2 separate regions of the Mus musculus genome follow, and region 1 is linked to region 2. The links are chromatin contacts, called in public Hi-C maps. All regions are on one chromosome and are shown on one strand. The core of a region is the stretch at or near the end of the contact, and the rest is flanking DNA. Distances in the headings are between cores, read along the strand shown.

Region 1 (4,745 bases), core at 1,145-3,644, 300 kb before region 2:
GAGATAGTGAATCGGGTGCATTTTAAAAAGATGTGTTAATGTTTACCTTCTGAATATTTGTATTTTGCCTGCATGTATGTAAGTGTACTCCATGCATGCCTGTTACATGCAAAGTCCTGAAAAGGACATTGGACCACCTGGTACTGAAGTTACAGAGGGTTGTTAGCTACCATGAAGGTACTGGGGACCCACACACTTCTGCAAGAGCCACAAGTGCTCCCAACAAATGAGCCATCTCTCTGCCCCTTGGATGTATTCTATTTTTTTCTTTTGCTGGTTCTTTTTTTAATTATTATATTTATTTATATTTCAAATGTTGCCTCCCCTTTTCCTGTCTCCCTTTCCCTGTCCCATCACCATGTCCCCCCCACCCCATTCTCCCTCCCTTTTGACTCTAAGAGGATGCTTCTCCCACCAACCCATTCACTCTAACCTCACTCTAGCATCTCCCTTCTCTGGGGCATCAAGCCTCCACAGGTAGATATATTCTTAACCCTAAGTATTCTTCCTAAAGTTTCAAATAGCATGTGAATATATTTTTATGATTTGTGTGTGTGTGTGTGTGTGTGTGTGTGTGTTTCCAAAAAGACTAGAAGAGGGTGCCAGGTCCCTCAAAACTGGAGTCAGAGGTAGCTATGAGTCACTGTGTGTAGGTACTGCAAATCAGTCTAGAACTCCTGAGGAACAACCAATGCTCTCAACCATTCAGCTGTCTCTCTAGGCTTGTAGATAATTTTTAAGTCCCTCTTTTCCAAATTAGGTTACAATAAATATTTGTAACTCATTACTGTACCACAGGCTAATGGAAGCCATTAAATAAGGGGGAAAGTTTACAACAGATATAACAGAAATATAATGTAGACAGAGGAGAAAGGAAAGCCAGAAATGAGTCTTATGGTATACAGGGAAAGACATAAGAAAGAATACAGGAGTGTTCACCAGATGGGAAGTCAGCACCTAGAGAGCCCACGTGTGAGGACAAGAATGGGAGTCACCTTCCAAGAACAGGAAAAGAGATAAAGACATAAACTAACAAAGGCCTAAAGAACAAATTTATACAGATACAGACAGGAGAAAGCCTTGAAAGAGGGATCAGGGAAAAGTAATAGAATATGGGATCAATAGCTTTTGTTGGATTATATTTTCAAGACCAGAAGAGGTCATGTGTGTGTGTGTGTGTGTGTGTGTGTGTGCACTCTAATTGTGATGAATATACACATGCATGTGCCCTTGCACTAATGGAAGTCCAAGGAGGACTTCAGTGTTAGTCTTTATCACTCATCTCACACTTAGCCTGGAGCTACACTGGTAGACAACAGACCCCAGGAGAAGCTAGACCACACCCTAGAGCAGGGGACTTATAGATTTCTTTGTTGCTCTGCTCAGATCTCTACATTGTTGTTTCCTAATTTGAACTCGGGTCCTTGTACTTGCGGGTGGCTCCTGCCTACCCACTTAGCCACCTCTCCAGCACCACCACAGCAGAAACAAATGCTAGTGATGAGACAAAACTAAATAAAGACATAAATGGAGTAATTAGGAAGAGAATCCAACAGGAAAAGAAAGCCATTAATAAAGATACCTAAGGACCCCTCCGGGATACAACTTGAAAGCAATAGAACTGGGAGGAGGGACACTGCTTACAAAATCAGGGAGGACCTGTGTGGATTTGATCAGGTATGTATAGTCTATGTTTTCTCTTATAACTCTGCCCTCTCCTATATATCATATTAAAAACTCCATCACATAATGGATTAACTAAACTATGCCAGTACAATTAAAATTCATGGAGACATTAGGTGGTACTTGTGTGCTTCTTCTTTGGGTCAGTCACATGCTAGTAGCATTTGCTAATTCCTGCTAAGGAGCAACTTTCTAAAATGTCAGGAGTGAGTATAAAAGTAGCCCATCCCATAACCTCATTTATTCGTTTCTGCAATTCAGGCAGCTTTCTTCAACATCACGATGTGTGACCAGGATTTTTCTTTTATGGTAACATGGCAGATGCAGGCAGGATTGAAAACCTTCAGTGTCTTACATATGGTTTGGAAACAAAATGCAGCAACCCATCTTGGTACCCATGCAGGACTCCTTTGTGTTCAGAGTTGCCTCTGAAGTTATTTTCGGAACATCGTATGGATTTTTCGTTGAAACATCTGTGTTAACTTTTATTATCCCTGGTCTGCTTTGTAATTTTGGAAACAGATATAAAGAATGAGCAACCCAAAGCACAGTAATATAGTGGGAAGCATCCTTCATAAGTCAATTGAGGAATTTAATAATCTCTTTAGAAATAAGCTCTGCAGCTATGAGAAAAATGTGTGGGTTAAAGGCCTTCCAATTAAGAAAGGTTTCTCTGTGGATTTATAGGCTGGTGGTTCACTCTTCCTGTTCGTGTTTCCATAGCAACTGTCAGGTAGATTTTCTGCTACTTGCTAGGAAGTTGGAAATGTTGAGTCTGGTTGAGCCTTTTCAATTCAGTGAAGCTTAAATGAAATTCTTTGCAAGGAACTGGCATTTAGCCTGGGTCATTTATTCATATCTAGAAGGAAAAAAATCAATTATAGTAATCAAATGTGCAAATTTTTTATTGGTATTATTTTGGGTACATATTTTGTGCTGTAATCTATTTTTAATGCCAGGGTGCTAAAGGTTTTAAGGCTGCAGCTGGCCTCTTTGCTTTCTGATGGCTTGTGGCTTTAATTACAGCCCAAGACATAGGAAGGCATGCCTTTTTTTGGTCTATTTTTTTGCAAGCTATAATCACCCCTGGTGATATTCAGAAGCGCACGAGGATCCAGAAGGCTCATTAGTTTGAGACACCTATACTGCACAAAACACTGTGTACAACCTTTTATTCTTTTTATTTTTCTTGTTCCATTGGTTATTTGGATTAAAGCCTGGGGATATAAATAATGTAGATGCTATTATTTAAACTTCTTGTGAGTACAGTGTCTTCGTTTTCCCTTCAGATTAAACCCAGTTGGGCGTCACTCTCTGTGGTTAATTTCAACCCACATTGACTGATGCCTGACAGCTCCACGTAGGATGGTCTCCTTTAATCCTTGAAAAGGGAAAAGAAAAGAAAGAAAGAAATATCAAGCCTGTAGGAGGGCAAAGGGAGGAGCGCTTTATGTAACATCCAACATGTGCCACACAAAGGACAGACATCTGAGGGCCATTACTCAATGTGTCTTTTTGTTAGCCTCTTTGCTCACTGGCGCACAAACATCAGTTTCTACAGAAAATAAGGTGCAGTCTTTACCTCACAGGGTCCTGGGGTTTTGTCTGCCATCTTCTCTGTGAACGCTTCCTCTGTCATTTACAAACGTGCCTTCAGAGAGATATTTCAGAGCCTTTCGTTCTGTCCCTATTCTTTTCTCTTGTCATTTATATGGCACACTTCTATCTATTATGTTGACAGTTCATAATGCTATAATTGACTATTGGTAATAATACAAGGAAAGGCAGGGAAAGAGTATGGCAGAGACAGAAACAGGAAGACAGACAGAGAGAGAGAGAGAGAGAGAGAGAGAGAGAGAGAGAGATTTTAATTCAAAGTTGAAATGTTCTTTTTTTTTTTTTTTTTTTTTTTTTTCCTCCTCTATGGTCTAGAAACTGTGCTTTCTTCTGTTAAGCTAAATAAAAACTTTCTCAGGAGAGCAATTGAAGTCGAAGGAAGCTCAGCCTTCAGTCGCTCTGCTAGGAAGTGGAAATGAAGTTGCTCAGCCCCGTTCTCAACTTTATTTACTCTAAAAGGTGGGCAATTTTCTCTTAGAATCAATTGTATTTGGAGCTGCGTGGCTCTCTCAGAGGAAGATGGATCTGTACTCAGGAGCAGAGAGAGGAGGAGGGCTCTGTTCAGGATCCTTGTGGCTGAGGGCTGAGAGATGAGCTGAGTTACAGAGAGGCACTACAGCATATGGATGTATAAACACAGAAATCGTCTGGCAAGACACAGACATGCTGACTCATGCTTTTGTCCATGAATAGCGAGTCACTATTGGGAAAGTAAGAAAGCTGGAAGTCCCCTCTCGGGAGCAGTAGGAGCTCACAGTGCCCAGAGGATCGAAGTCATGTCCTCCTCCTTGCCCACTCTGCCCCCATTTGTACATCAGGTGGGAACTCTCCTCCACTGGCTCTCCCACCAAAGCAGATGCCTAGCTGGGAATGGAACAGCATTTGAGGAAGACACCTATCCTACCCAAGGCTCCATGTTAGCTGAGTATGCTGTTAGTTAAGTAATTGTCCCTATAGTCTTAACTCTCTGATCCTTATGACCACTCTTGCGCAATGAACTCGAAGCTTCCTATTTGGCTCAAGCTCTATTCTTACAAACTTTTGCACTTAGAATAACAGAAAGCCACTGCCTCCTAATTAGCTTCACTGAGAGACACCCTTCTTAGGATTCTAGCAAATCCACCTTGAGGGTTTTTTTTTTTTTTTTTTTGATTTTTTTTGTTTTTTCATTTCTCTAAGGATTCTTTGGTACAGCAATGACATGGGTAGAATTGTATCTCTGTTGGGTCCCCATAGTCCCATGTTTCAAAAAGCTTAGGGAAAACACAAATTCTAGAGTTCCAACCCAGTCAAAGAAACATAGTGAAATTCTGTCTCAAAATAGAGCCACAACAAATATTATACATTTTTCTTTATCAAATACTATATTAAACACTAATGCAAAACTAATTTTCAAAAGCAGACCCTACAAAAATCAGGTATTCATGGATGTTTTTGTATTTTTG
Region 2 (4,253 bases), core at 619-3,118:
TAAAGAATGTTCAGAAAGTTTCACAACTCTAAATTACAGGCACATTCAAACCCTAAGATCTCAAAGCTTCAGGATGTGGAAAGAGCGGACACTTTGAATCCAATTGAGCTAATGAACACTGATGCTAACACAGGGACCCGGTCTTCCCTGAAAAGCTATTAAATGCTGCATCCTCAACTCTAGTGGGATGTGTCCTAAATTTCTCCAGTGTTGCTGCTTTGGGCCTCGGTTTCTAATGTTTCTCAGTGTTAGGCTTGTGTGTCCTCTATCCAGATCCATTTTCTTATGCTCTGAAGTTACCTCCAAACTAAGAGTTTTCCCCCATGTCTTAGAAGAAACCTGACGCTTATAAACCACGCTGCTGTTACTGAGAACTCTCTTCAGCATGATTGAGTAAATTGTCCCACGGGCTTTAAATTGCTCTAGATCTGGAACACCTAGGAGAACCTACCAATTGATTTTGACCTCTTTTTAAAATTTCACCTTCTTAAATTTAATTCACACTCTCTTTATATCATTTGGGATAAATATCTTTCTATGCCTTCTGCTACATAAACTGTACATTGTTATTACTCTAACTGTGTTCTCTGTGGATTGCTTAGATACTTTAAGCAATACTTTAAGAGTAGCCATTCTTGCTTATAAAAGGAACAGTGTGTGTGTTTGAAGTTAACTGCTTTCCAGGGAGAATGTTGGAAAGACTCATGTCCTCCATATTGGAAAATGAATTGAAGGTACATGGTTTAGAAATCTGGATACTGCAAAAGATGCCTTAACATTCACCAGGTCTTTGCTTAAGCAAGCCATTAGGAAGCACAACTGAGGAAGAAAAATTGCCTTCCATAAGACTGTTAAACAAGAACATTAGTCGTTTCATCCCTCAAAGAGTTTTAGTTGACTATTCACTACTGATGAATCCTACTTACTATATTATTCAATGTGCTCTCATTTTATAAGTTAGATGATAAAGGAATAACAGAATAATTATATGCCAACCAAGATACTCCATCTGCCTTTGTTTGTTCTTTTTCTCCTAGCCCATCGCCCACTTTCCCCAAATGCTTCCTCTAATGCAGTAATTTTGCTTTAGCACAGACCTATGATTTTAATCAGTCCATCTGTGTCATTCTGTGTGGGGGAAGGAATTGAATAATCTGTGCTTGTTCAGTTCACATCTTCAGTGTGAGGGTGTATCCACAAACACACAGCGCCTTACAGAAGCACACTGAGCAATTGCAAAGACAGTCCCAGCATCCTCAGTCTTCACCAACTTGGTCTTTTTTTTTTTCTTTCATTATGTTAGATATTAGACCAGAAGTAGTATGCCATCTGGGTAGAAAATAACCCTGATATACCCACCATCTTGATTGACGCATACTAGGGTCTCTAAGCAATGGTGACTGGTCCCCTAACTGTAAAGAGTCAGAAGCCAAACACGTGGAGCCCCTTTCCTCATTATAGTGACAGGACTCAAGTGACTAGTCAAAACCAGATCTTCTGTAGTAATTAAAGTAGGGCTTCATTAAGAAGTCAAATTTGAACAAGGGCAAGTGTGGAACCTGTTAATAACATCAGAAGGTCTTATGGGTTAGGTGACAGATTAACAAGGATGGGCTAGATGGCATGGGGGGTGAATTAACTAATATCTGCTAGTGGTTACAGCAAATTCAACACCTTAGAATTATTGACTATGAAACTGCAGAAAATATAACTGCAGGTAGACCAGGCAAAGGTGAAAATTCTAACTAAGATTTCAAACAGATGGCTCCCACTTTCCCCATACCTCTCATTCTCTGCACTTGTGAAGGAGCTGTGGAGTTCACAAAGTGTACATTTTTGTGCCTCATTAGATAAAATGTGATGTCACAGAGTGACAGTTGCCAGGGGAGCTCTAATTTGGAACTGCCAACGTTAGACACCCTACGACTCGCGACCGTGGTACCGCATTGAACTTTTCTCACTGAATGTCTTTTAGAAAGAGAGAGAAAACAGCTGTGAACATCCATTCAAATACCTACTCATCATGTTTTATTCCTATGAGTAATCACTTTCAGGTTCAGCCTGACATTTGGAACTTTTTTTTTTTTTTCTAAACGGAAGACTTTAAATTAGCACAGACACCTTTTCTCATTAGAAACAGAGCCAAACTCTTGGTGAGCTTGAGCAAGCAGGATGATAGCTAAAGAAAACACTCATCACAACATGTGATTGCATTTTGAAATTGTCCTTTGGACCTGGTGGTCTTTATATACAGAAGTGACTCAAAGGGCTCAGGACTCATTCATTGTGCTGGTTAGTTCTGTGTCAGACGAACACAAATAGAGAGTCAGGTTGGAAGATGGAGCCTACATTGAGAAAACACCTTCATCATATTTGGCTGTAGACAAGATCCTTGAGGGTATTTTCTTCTGACTTAATAATTGATTTGAGGAGGTCCAGCCTACTGTGGGCAGTGCCTTTCATGGGCTTGGGCATGATAAAAATGCAATCCTGGCACGCTGTGAGAAACAATTAGGTAAGGAATGTTCCTTAGAGCCCTCTGCTCCAGTTCCTGCCTCTAGCTTCTTGCCTTGACTTCTTGCTTAGACTTCCCTCTATAATGGACTGTGACAACTGGGAAATAGATGCTGAAATATACCCTTTTATCCCCAAGATGCTTTTAGTCATGGTGTTTATCACAGCAACAGAAAGCACACTAGGACTTTTGCCATCCCTGTTCCCAAAATCTTACCTCAAAGCTGTTACCAGAGGCCATGGCACTTAGAAATGTTCCCTTAAAAAATTCTAGAAGCTCTCCAAAAGCAAGGAAAAATAGCATTGATGCCAGCACCAGCCATTCTGATGGTAAATAGCTTAAAGCATCACAATATACTTACATATACTTAAGATGTTAAAACACTGGCAGGAAAATATGTTTTGAAGAAAATTTGGAACTGTAGGATTCGGGGATGTAAGCAGAGATGTTGGTGACTCACTCCCCATCCTTTTCCTTTTTGGAAGAATATCCACATTTAACTTTCAGGCCCTCCTCAAGGTTTTCAGTATGGCACAGGTGGAATTCTTCCACTAGTGGGAGAGTACTAGTCTGTAACATAGAATAATGAAAAATGGGGAGAGTGTTGAGCAAAATTTCTAAATTCTGGCCAAACCTCTGATGCAGTGTAAGTGAGAAGCAGTGGGTGGGGACCTGCATCCCTTCCTAGGAGTGAAAGGCTGTGCTGCACATTTTAGAATCGCAGTTTACTTGAAGCATGGAAAGATACTGACAAAACATATTTGCTGGTGTTGTCATGAGAAGCCGCAGGGATTACGGTGAGATGCTTTGCACCAACCGTGCTTCCCATACAAGTAGCCTTCCTGTTTGTTGTTTTTGTCCCAGCAAGGCTTCCTTCCCCAGGCTCCTATCTTTGCTCTCAGGTGCCACAGATGTTTAGGCAGGCTTCATTCTCAAAGCTAAACAAAAATTAAAGAAATTAATATTTTAGACTCTACTCAAGACTAATATGAACCAAAATTTCTGCCATATGGAGCAAAGGACATGGTACCTTTTCCCTACCTAGAGATGTCAATATGGATGCTGACAGGTAGAGGATAAAATGGGTTTTATATCCCTCTACTCCCTTTTAAGTGGCTTCTACCTGACTCCTCCAGCAGTTCTGGTGCTGTTCACAGCCAAAGATATCTAGAAGCTTCACCTTGTAGATTATGTGAGCACAATTCCATTTTTAACATCTTCTGAAAGAATGAAGTTATGATGTCTTAAAGATAACCTTGACTTAGCAGGAAAGGTGAGAAAGAATACAATGTCCTGTCATTTGACCACATGATAAGGCTCGTCAATGAGCTTCCACATGTCATCTTTCAGAACTCTGGGACAATTGGTAGTGAGCATGAACTCTCTTGGAAAAAACTCCTTATATGCATGTGTGTTTTCTCTGCTCTCCTTGAGAAATTACTCTGTTCCTTTTCTAGATAATACAAAACACTAATATAAAACTCAACAGGTAGAAAATAGCCATTTTTCCTAACCTTTTGACCTAGTCTCTCCATTTCTGTCCCAACCCTAGAGGCAGTCATTATTATCAAGGCTATAAGACAGTCTTCTAAAATAATAATGACATACAAGTATACAACACACACACACACCAATATCACTATAAGATACATATTTTTCAGTACCTGGTTTTGATTTTTTTTACTCAAAATATACCTTATACCTTATTCATTATTAGTGCATACATAGATGTCTCAGT

The links. A called contact is a pair of places that touch in the nucleus more often than the background predicts.
Region 1: a contact with region 2 is called in a Hi-C map of forebrain, with 5 times the contacts expected there. The contact joins two enhancer-like sites. A contact is called at or near these places in 2 of 484 Hi-C or Micro-C datasets (forebrain and ventricular fibroblasts).

What each region holds. Positions count from the first base shown.
Region 1 is chr2:7,529,035-7,533,779 of GRCm38.p6, reverse strand. No RefSeq gene overlaps it. Among named protein-coding and RNA genes, the nearest start is that of 5031426D15Rik, 600 kb to the right of the region's middle. Within about 2 kb of position 2,394, at least 16 of the 459 cell types and tissues checked have an H3K27ac peak or open chromatin away from gene starts, as enhancers often do. A contact at or near this core is called in forebrain, where this site is marked.
Region 2 is chr2:7,232,431-7,236,683 of GRCm38.p6, reverse strand. It overlaps a transcript of Celf2 not described here. Among named protein-coding and RNA genes, the nearest start is that of 5031426D15Rik, 310 kb to the right of the region's middle. Within about 2 kb of position 1,868, at least 21 of the 459 cell types and tissues checked have an H3K27ac peak or open chromatin away from gene starts, as enhancers often do. A contact at or near this core is called in forebrain, where this site is marked.